Linked DNA regions of Ovis aries: regions 2 and 3 are each linked to region 1. Evidence: chromatin contacts called from public Hi-C data. All regions are on one chromosome and are shown on one strand. Each heading gives the region's core, a stretch centred on a gene start, on an enhancer-like site or on the middle of the called end of the contact. The rest is flanking DNA. Distances are from core to core; before and after follow the strand shown. Region 1 holds the start of KLF7 (KLF transcription factor 7). Region 2 has its middle 61 kb from the start of CREB1. Region 3 has its middle 27 kb from the start of FASTKD2.

Region 1 (3,000 bases), core at 408-2,907:
GTTTCTCCAAGACGGATTGTGAACGTTCACAGTTCCACCGTGCAAATCTGAATTGTCTTCTTGGACTTTCCATGATACACATTGTAGAATTTTGAAAGAATACTAAAGCATACTCGTGTCCCTCCACCTTCCCCCCATCCACCATCTTTCCTGAAGAATGTCCCCTCAGCAGCTCCCAATCCTTACTGAGAAAAACCACTGTTTCTGCAGCAGATCTGGCACTTTCCACTGACCAGCACTTTCTTTATTCCACTTCACAAAGCCCAGTGAACTTGTCACCAGCCCCACTTCCCCCTCCCTGGGACATCTAGCCAACTTGGCATTGGTGCCCTTCAGCATCTTAGGAGTTTCTTAACTAGTCCTCTAAGACAAAGTCAGAGGCATGGAAGCACACACCACCCTTTGTCGGAGGTTGTGCTGAGTGGAGAGGGACACCAAACGAAAGAGGGAAGCAAGGACACAGGCAGAGAGTGATCTCTTTCCGCGGATATTGCACTGGGGAAACCTAAAAATGCATGGTCAGCATTAGATAGATATATCTTCCCGTCCTCTTCCAAGATATCCTTGAGTACCTTTTATAACTGGGTTCTTCGTCCTCCTGCCCACCTTCTAATCTTAAAATCAAGTTCCTATTCTTTATTGACACTCGCTAATTACTAGGAAAACACCCCGCTTTGCTCTTACCACCCCCCACCCCCTCGCATCTGACGGCCGTCAGCACCAGTTGAAAGAGATGAACCTGATTTAAGGTACCAAGTAGGTACAGCTAGTGCATGTAGGGACGCGGCAGCTGTCTGCGATGGCTCGTTAAGCCCCAAACCACCTTCCCACCCGGCTCCTCCTGAACCCCAGAAGTTAGGCAGGTCTCTGCTGGAGGACTGTGAGCCCAACAAAATGTGCACAAGGATGTGTGTTGGTGACTGAAACGCAGGCAGCTCGGACCGGCTGCTCAGCTCTGCACACTATACGGGGTTAGGGGGTGGGTGGAGAGGTAAGCATATGACTGTTTCCGAAAACATTTTCAACAACAAACAGCCAAAAAGGGGGTAAAAAATTAAACAAACAAACAAAAAAATTCAACCCCAAGCCCACACCAACGCAGCCCCTGCGAGTCCGCCGCCACCACACGATTTACACAAGTAATTTAAATCATTCACCTGCTGCCAGGTCTCCTCCAGGGATGGCAAAGCTGAGAAGTAGCCGGTGTCGTGGACAAGTTGTAGCTCCTGGAATATACTATAACTAGCCAACACGTCCATGTTGCTGCTGCCGGGCAAAACGGGAGGAGAAACCCTCCCCCGAACACAGTTGGGTCTGTTTGTTTGTCAGTCTGTCTGGCTCACCCCCCAAGAAGGCAGACATCCAGTGGCCCTTTTGTTTTGTTTTGTTTCAGTCAACTAAAAAGGAAAAAAAAAAAAAAAATCAATGCAGGAGAGAGGGAGAGAGGAGGTGAGAGAGGAGAGACTGAGTGGGGTGGATGGAGAGAAGCATCCAGCGTGTACAGTGCAGACGGCTGCCAGGAAAAGGGGACTTCTCCACGGGAGTAACAATTCCCTTCCAGGGCTCTAATCACTCCAGCTCGTGGATCAGGAAGGGGGATGCAAACTCACTGATACGAAGCTGCCATCTATTTCTGCAGCGCTGTTCGCTCCTAATGCAATCTTTGCTCTTTATTTTGGGAGGTTGCATTTTTTTTTTTCTCGCGATCGCTTCTCTCCCCCCCCTTTCCTTCCCTCCCCACCCCCCACCCCATCCTTGCTAGTTTGTAGTCTCTCCCCCTCCTCCTCCTTTTCTCCTCCTCCTGCTCTTCCCCCTCCCCAAACTCCCTCCCTCCGCCCCGCTCTCCGCGCAGCCGTGGGATCTCGGAGGAGGGCGTCCATTAGGCCGCGTGTGACCATGTAAGGTAAATAGGGGGCTCATGAAGTCACTCAGGACCAATGGGGAGCGCGGAGCGGGACCTGAGGCGGGGCTCGGCCCTGGCGGCGGGCGCCGATTGGCGAGCTGCGAATCTCCCCGCTGCCTTACAAGGCGGTGCGAGGCGAGCTATTTTTAGAGGGCTATATAAGGGGGTTGAGGCGGCCGCACCGCGGCCCGGTAGCGTGAGCGCGAGGGACGGGGAGGGTCGCGGCGACACTCTCGCCGGCTCCCGGGACGCCGAGGCGGCTGGGTTCGGGCCGCACTCCGGCCTTCGACCTTCGCTTTGGTGCCAGATGGAGCCCCGGGCGGCCGGAGCCGGCGCCCCTCAGAAGGGAGAGGGTCGCGTATAACCATTCGGGCTCGGATGCGGCCGGTCAGGAGGTGAAAGTCCAGAATGCGGGGTTAGGATGCCTCCTGGAGGAAGAGCAAGGTGGGAGGACGAGGAAGCCGGCGTGGGGAAGAGGGCCAGCCACTTCCCACTCCGCCTCCCTCCCAGGCCCGGAGGCGGGGAACCGCGAGGGAGGGGCAGCGCAGAAGAGTTCCACACTTCCTAAAAAATAAACCGGAGGCGGGGGGAAAGAAAAAGTCACCAAAACCCCTTCACGAATTCCCCACCGGCTACCAGAGTGCAGAGAAGAAGCGCCGGAGGAGGAAGTGCCACACAATGGAGCAGAACAAAGGGGAGCGGGGCGCAGACAGCGGCCCGGGGCCCGCCCCGCGCGCAGGCCCCGCCTCCAGCCCGCCGGCGCCGCGGAGCGCGCCGCCGCGCCCCCCACCCCCTCCCCAGCCCTCTGACCCGGCTCTGGGGACCGGCGAGGGTCGGAGTGCCAGTTAGAGTTAATTGGAAGGGGACGTATTAGAAGAATTGTCTGTTAAAGACAATAGAGGGAATCCGGGTAGACGTGAGGTGCTGGCAGAAGCAGGCAACTTGTTTGGGGTCTTAAAACGTGAGGCCCCTCTTGTGACTTGGAGATAAAGTGTCAGCCAAGCTGCGGTGGTGAGAGGAGGACCCAGAGTGTGTTTTCGATACACCTAACGTATAGAGATGTATAGATCTAGACCCTATTATCTCAGCTGAAAGCC
Region 2 (3,089 bases), core at 28-2,527, 320 kb after region 1:
CTCCAGGGGATCTTCCTGACCCCAGGATCAAACCCCTGTCTCTTATGTCTCCTGTATTGGCAGGCGGTTCTTTACTACCAGCGTCACCTGGGAAGCCCTCACCTCATCATATCTCTCCGTCCCATCTCTCTTCATCCAATCTGCTATAAAAGCACTCTGTTTGGGACTTCCCTGGTGGTGCAACGGTTAAGAATCCATCTACCAATTCAGGGGCACCCGTTCCATCCCTGGTCCGGGAAGATTCCACATGCCACTGAGCAATTAAGCCCTGGCACCACAAATACAGAGCCTGTGCTCTACTGAACCCCACTACTGAAGCCCACAAGCCCACGGGCCCTAGGGCCTGCGTCCCACCACAAGAGAAACCACCGCAATGAAAACCTCACATACCGCAACTAGAGAGGAACCCCTGCTCACTGCAACTAAAGAAAGCCCACAAGCAGCAACAAAGACCCAGTGCCACCAAAAATAAATAAAGAATAAATTATTTTAAGAAATGCTCAGTTTTAACCATTTTTGGGGGGTCCTCACTTCCTTATTGGAGAAGGCAATGGCACCCCACTCCAGTACTCTTGCCTGGAAAATCCCATGGATGGAGGAGTCTGGTGGGCTGCAGTCCATGGGGTGGCTAAGAGTCAGACACGACTGAGCGACTTCACTTTCACTTTTCACTTTCATGCATTGGAGAAGGAAATGGCAACGCACTCCAGTGTTCTTGCCTGGAGAATCCCGGGGACCGTGGAGCCTGGTGGGCTGCCATCTATGGGGCCGCACAGAGTTGGACATGACTGAAGCGACTTAGCAGTAGCACTTCCTTATGGAGACTCTCGTGTCACAGAAAACAAATAAATGTGTACGCTTTTCTCCTGTTCATCAGTCTTTGCATCGGTTTAATTTTCAGACCCAGCAGGAACACTATGAGGGTGGAAAAAAGCTTTATTCCCCTCACACATGACACTCATCACCAGAGCCCGTGTGCTCCAGACTGGGCATACCACTGAGTCCTGCACTGATTGCCTAGACTGAATTAGTTATGTCTTCTGCCTTCTTGTCTGCTGGCTAAAACGAAATGCTGTGGCTTCACATTTACATCCTGCTCTTTTTCTTTTTAGACTTGTGAGCCTGTCTTAAGTTTGGGGAGATGTGGAGAGAGGAGGCCATGGAAGAAGAACAATGATCACTTAGCAGATGAACCTCAGAGAGAGTTTAGTGAGAAAGCAGGGACCCACTGGGCTTGCGGGCGCCCTGCTGAGCTGGTTACATCCTCAGTACCACAGCCCCACTAACCATCTGCTCATTGTCCCTTCTGTGTGGACGGGCTCTCCTTTGTGGCACACTCCATGGGTCTAGGATCTCAAATTCTGACCAGGTTTCCTAATTCATAAACTGGTAGGTTTTAATGAAAGATTTACCATTTCAAAACAGAGTTCTGAGACAGGATCGACTTTGAGGTTTCCCAAGTGCCTGCTGGTGGGTAACAGGATTCTGCAGAAATAAGTCCTGTTTAAAAAAAAGAGTCTGTCCCTGGCACTGTAATCTGGAACAGCGATTCAGCCTCTCTGGCCATCTTCATGTGTGTTTCCTGCCCACAGAATGAAGTTGGAAAGTCAGAGCCGTCATCTGTCTCTACATGCGATTTCTCGCCCGTCAGCTGGACAGGGAAGTGCTTCGTTCTGGTGTATTGATGTTAGTCCTACTAACACATTTCCAAGTTCTCCAGCTGCCATGTAACCTGAAACGGGTCAACTCTGGGAGGGAGAGGTTTGCTTTTCCTTCCTGTAACCTCAGGACTGATTTAATTAAGCAACTCCTCCAGCCCCGATTTATAGTCTGAAAAGTGTTCTCGCCGCAGCCCTTCGATGTGCTGTGTTTTTCAATGAGCTGAAATGCATTGTTCAGTGGAAACACCATTCTGAGTGTCTGCTGCCACCCCGAGAGCTATTCCAACATACGCACCCGTCCCTGTATGTTTAACTGCAAAGGGCTGGATAAATGAGCCGTGGCTTTCTTTGATAACTTAGTACAGTTTTAGAAATCAGAGGAGAGGATGGCTAAATTCCCCCATGGGTTCCTGGGGAGAGCAAAACTTCACCCTAGCCTCCTGCTGTGAAGAAATAACCTTTTAAACCTCATTTTAGAAATCAGTCATTTTTCCCAAGATTAAAACTAAAAATAAGAAAACCCTGGCATGTAGGGGTGGAGGGAGGAAAAAGAAAGGATGCCACAGCGTGACTGTCCTCTGTCTGTCCCTCGGGACTTTTTGTTCTACCATCAGACCCCAGATGTCCTCCCCTGTTTGACAGTTCTGACCCCATCCCCCTCCCAACCTGCCACCTAGGAATGAATGAAACCAAATTTCCCATAGGAAATGCCCTTTCCTAGTCTCTCAAAGGCTTCTACCTCAAAATGAAATCTGACAAAAGAAACAAATTAGATTAAATTGCAGCGCTAAGGGTTTCAGATTGCTCAGATAACAGACTCAGACAGTGCTGTTAGGACTAAGCAAAATCATCTTCTGCAACGTGGGGGAAAACAGAGTTTCCTTCCCTTCATCTGTTCTTGCTGGCAGTTTTTAATATCATTGAATGATAATGAATAGACAGTGGGAGATGGGAGGACCAAGGGAAGGACATCAACCAGAGCATCCAAAAGCCAAGCCAGTAATATGTGTGAATGAAGCTGGATCAGTGAGAAATTTCACGTGATCACTCCAGACTTTTAAATGTTAGCAATCCATTCCATTAAAAACAGAAAAATCCACCACAGCTCCTTCGGTGGTTATTGAGCACTTTCTTATACATCCATGCTGTTACTACCTTCTGTTCACCGATGGGGAAGAGCAAGTCTCTTAAGTGGCAAAACCAGTACCTACCCACAGCTTCGGCCACATTTTATCCACTGAACTGCCTAGAAGTTTCATAGATAGAGAAACGGAGGCCCCCTCCCCAGGGTTAACTAACGTGACCAGGATCATGAAAGAGTCAGGGTGACGTTTTAAAAAATAAATCATCAAACTACAGAAACTGAGAGGAGAATGCGAAGGAGACATGCTGGGACAGAACAGAGAAAGAACGCAACATAAAGAAGAG
Region 3 (2,857 bases), core at 56-2,555, 370 kb before region 1:
AGACCCACTAGGAATATCCACATATACTGTCAACTGGTTTTACATGTGCGTCACCCTCAGGAGGTTCCTCCAGGCAGCAATAAAATTTCACTGGCAGATGAATGGCAAAATCAGCCAACTTGACTTTGTTTTCTACTTTTTTCTCCTTCTACCCAATTTTCCCCATACTTCCCCATTTTGCAACCCTGCCAGTTCCATCTTGGGCAGTTTCTCTACACTAGGACCCTCAATCCTAGTGTAGAAAGAGAGAAAGAAGAATAGCCTCAAACTTTTGCCTAATTGTCTTGGGAAATTTGTTCATATTTTTACTAAAAAAAAAAATGCAGTGAAGGGAGGCTTTCATCTTGTCACAGCTTTTAAGTTAGACAATAAGCCAATGCTATCATATTTTGAGATCTTTGAATTGCTTCAATGTCACATTCATTGAAACATATTTCATCTACCATGTTAAATGCTAGTCTTGAAGAAAGTCAGCTGAAGATAATTGAAAGGGAGGGGCAATGCCCTCTTCTCCAGCTTGAGGTTCACATGAAGTAGCCTCCACTGCTGCTGTAGGCCATAGTGAAAACCGTCCCACGCAGAGCAATCCACAGGCTGTGCCCCTGATGCACCTGCCCTGTATTCAGCTGCACGGGCACCCTCCCCCATCCCTGCCATGCTGAACTCTGCACAGACCCTTGCATTTTAAGATTGCAGATACCACTTGCTCCAAGTTTTCCTTAGGGTGTGCTCTGATCCACAGCCATTCTTCTCAAAGCACTCTCCTGGGCTGAGGTAGTAAAATCAGAACAAGTATTCTAGTCTTAACCTCCTATCTTGCCCAACAATATATCTTGGGTAAACACGACGCTTTAAAAAGAAAAGCAGAGGCAACCAAAGAAGGTCACCCTTTTGAGAACTTACTCGATCATTTTTAAAAGGTTGCACCATATGCTTTCCTAAGCCACAGAATCTCACATGGCACTCTTTGTCCTAGAAAAACAAACCAAGCAAGACAGTTCCCCAATGGCTCAGCAGGAAAGAATCTGCCTGCAATGCGAGAGAGGCAGGAGATGTGGAGGAGGAAATGGCAATCCACTCCGGTATTCTTGCCTGAAAAATCCCATGGGGGGGGAAGCCTGGTGGGCTACAGTCCAAAGGATCACAATGAATTGGACACGACGGAGCAACAACAAACAGAAAACAAGACTTTTCTCAATTTCACCTCCACTGTGATTTTGATATCAATCTAGGTTTTTAAGTTTTTAAGAAATTGTGTAAAATATACAAAATCTGCCATCTCTCTTGGCCATTTTAAAGTGTACAGCACAAGAGCAGTCAGTAAGTCTGCTTATTTATTGTGCAGCCGTCACCACCATCCATCTCTAGAATGCCGTTCAGCTTGTAAAACTGAAACTGCCCCTGTTCAGCTGTAACTCCCACCCCTTTTCTTTGGCTCCCAGCAATCTCCACTCTCTGTCTCTATGAATCTGATGCATACCTCATATGAATGGAATGATACGGCGTTTGTCCTTTTGTGTGGTGGCTTATTTCATTTAGCGTAATATCCACCGTGTTCATCCTCACTACAGTATGTATCAGAATATCCTTCCTTTTTAAGGATACATGCTATCCTCTTGTATATATACACAATATTGGATATATACACCACATTTTGTTTACTCCTCCATCCTTGAACACTTGGGTTGCTTCTACCTTTTGTATCAAGATGTTGTTTCCTGCTCCCCCCCTCCCCCCGCCAGAAACTTGTTATTCTCTTGAGTGTCAAACTGTTTTAAATATTGGTTTTGTATTTCTAGAGCATTTCCGTATCCTAAAGATTATATATCACTGAGCGCTGACACACATACATTATATGTATATACACGTGTAAATATATACATGTATATATGTATACACTTACATATGTACATGTTTACATTAGATAGCTAGTGGGAAGCTGCTGTACAGCACACGGAGCTCAGCTTGGTGTTATATGATGACCCAGAGGGGTGGGATGGGGGTGGGGGGTGGGAGAGATGCTCAAAAGGGAGGGGATATATGTATGTATATAACTGTTTCACTTTGTTGTACAGCAGAAACTAACACAACATTGTAATTATATTCTAATAATGAAATTTTAAAAATAAGTACAATCACCAAAAAACATTATATATCTTTGTCTCTATCATCTATCAATCATCTATCATTTTTCCTAAGAAAATCTTTAGTCATTTATTTTTAAATTAAGTACATGTTACTATATTATATTTTATGTGTCCTCATATTCTACTGTAGACTTAATTTTTGGAAATAACAAAAAACCACAGAGGATAAATTTGATGAATTGAGAGTGGGTGACTAGGTGACAATAGAAATGGCATTTATTAAGCACCTACTCTGTGCCAGGCGCTGTACTAGCATTTCATACTCATAATCTCATTCATCCTTATCACAGTTTCTTTGGCAGCTGCTGATAAACATTAATATTAATGTTATAGATGAGGAAACTGATGCTCAGGGGCTTTAAGCTTTAAATGGGTTTCCCAGGAGTGCACAATTAGAAAAAAGACAGACCTAGATCTGTAGCCTGAGTCCTTCTGATCCAAAACTCATTCGTCTTTACATCACTATCTCTAAAACTTTCCTAATGATTACAATCACTTGCATACTTGGTGAAAGTACAAATTCCTGGGCTCTAGCCAAGATATACCCAATCACAGTATACAGAGGAGGGGCCTGAAAAAAATCACACTGCTTGAAGTCAGGGTATCTCCGCTGTGTTTTTGTTAAATGTGTGACATGCATTTAAAATAAGGAGATTGTGTTATGCGGCTCACAGTTCTGGGGCACTTCCCACAACAGATACTAGAAATGT

Evidence for each region. A called contact is a pair of places that touch in the nucleus more often than the background predicts.
Region 2: a Hi-C map of tail adipose tissue shows a contact between it and region 1, with 5 times the contacts expected there. The contact joins the enhancer-like site here to the promoter of KLF7 in region 1. A contact is called at or near these places in 6 of 16 Hi-C or Micro-C datasets (hypothalamus, muscle, omental adipose tissue and 2 more).
Region 3: a contact with region 1 is called in a Hi-C map of omental adipose tissue, with 2.0 times the contacts expected there. The contact joins the enhancer-like site here to the promoter of KLF7 in region 1. A contact is called at or near these places in 3 of 16 Hi-C or Micro-C datasets (omental adipose tissue, skin fibroblasts and tail adipose tissue).

What each region holds. Positions count from the first base shown.
Region 1 is chr2:209,257,719-209,260,718 of ARS-UI_Ramb_v3.0, forward strand. It overlaps KLF7 (KLF transcription factor 7), which reads right to left and starts at 1,658. Exons shown (of 3, transcript XM_060410296.1): 1 at 1,158-1,658. The coding sequence starts at 1,259.
Region 2 is chr2:209,577,869-209,580,957 of ARS-UI_Ramb_v3.0, forward strand. No RefSeq gene overlaps it. Among named protein-coding and RNA genes, the nearest start is that of CREB1, 61 kb to the right of the region's middle. Within about 2 kb of position 1,278, at least 18 of the 54 cell types and tissues checked have an H3K27ac peak or open chromatin away from gene starts, as enhancers often do. A contact at or near this core is called in hypothalamus and tail adipose tissue, where this site is marked.
Region 3 is chr2:208,886,081-208,888,937 of ARS-UI_Ramb_v3.0, forward strand. No RefSeq gene overlaps it. Among named protein-coding and RNA genes, the nearest start is that of FASTKD2, 27 kb to the left of the region's middle. Within about 2 kb of position 1,306, at least 3 of the 54 cell types and tissues checked have an H3K27ac peak or open chromatin away from gene starts, as enhancers often do.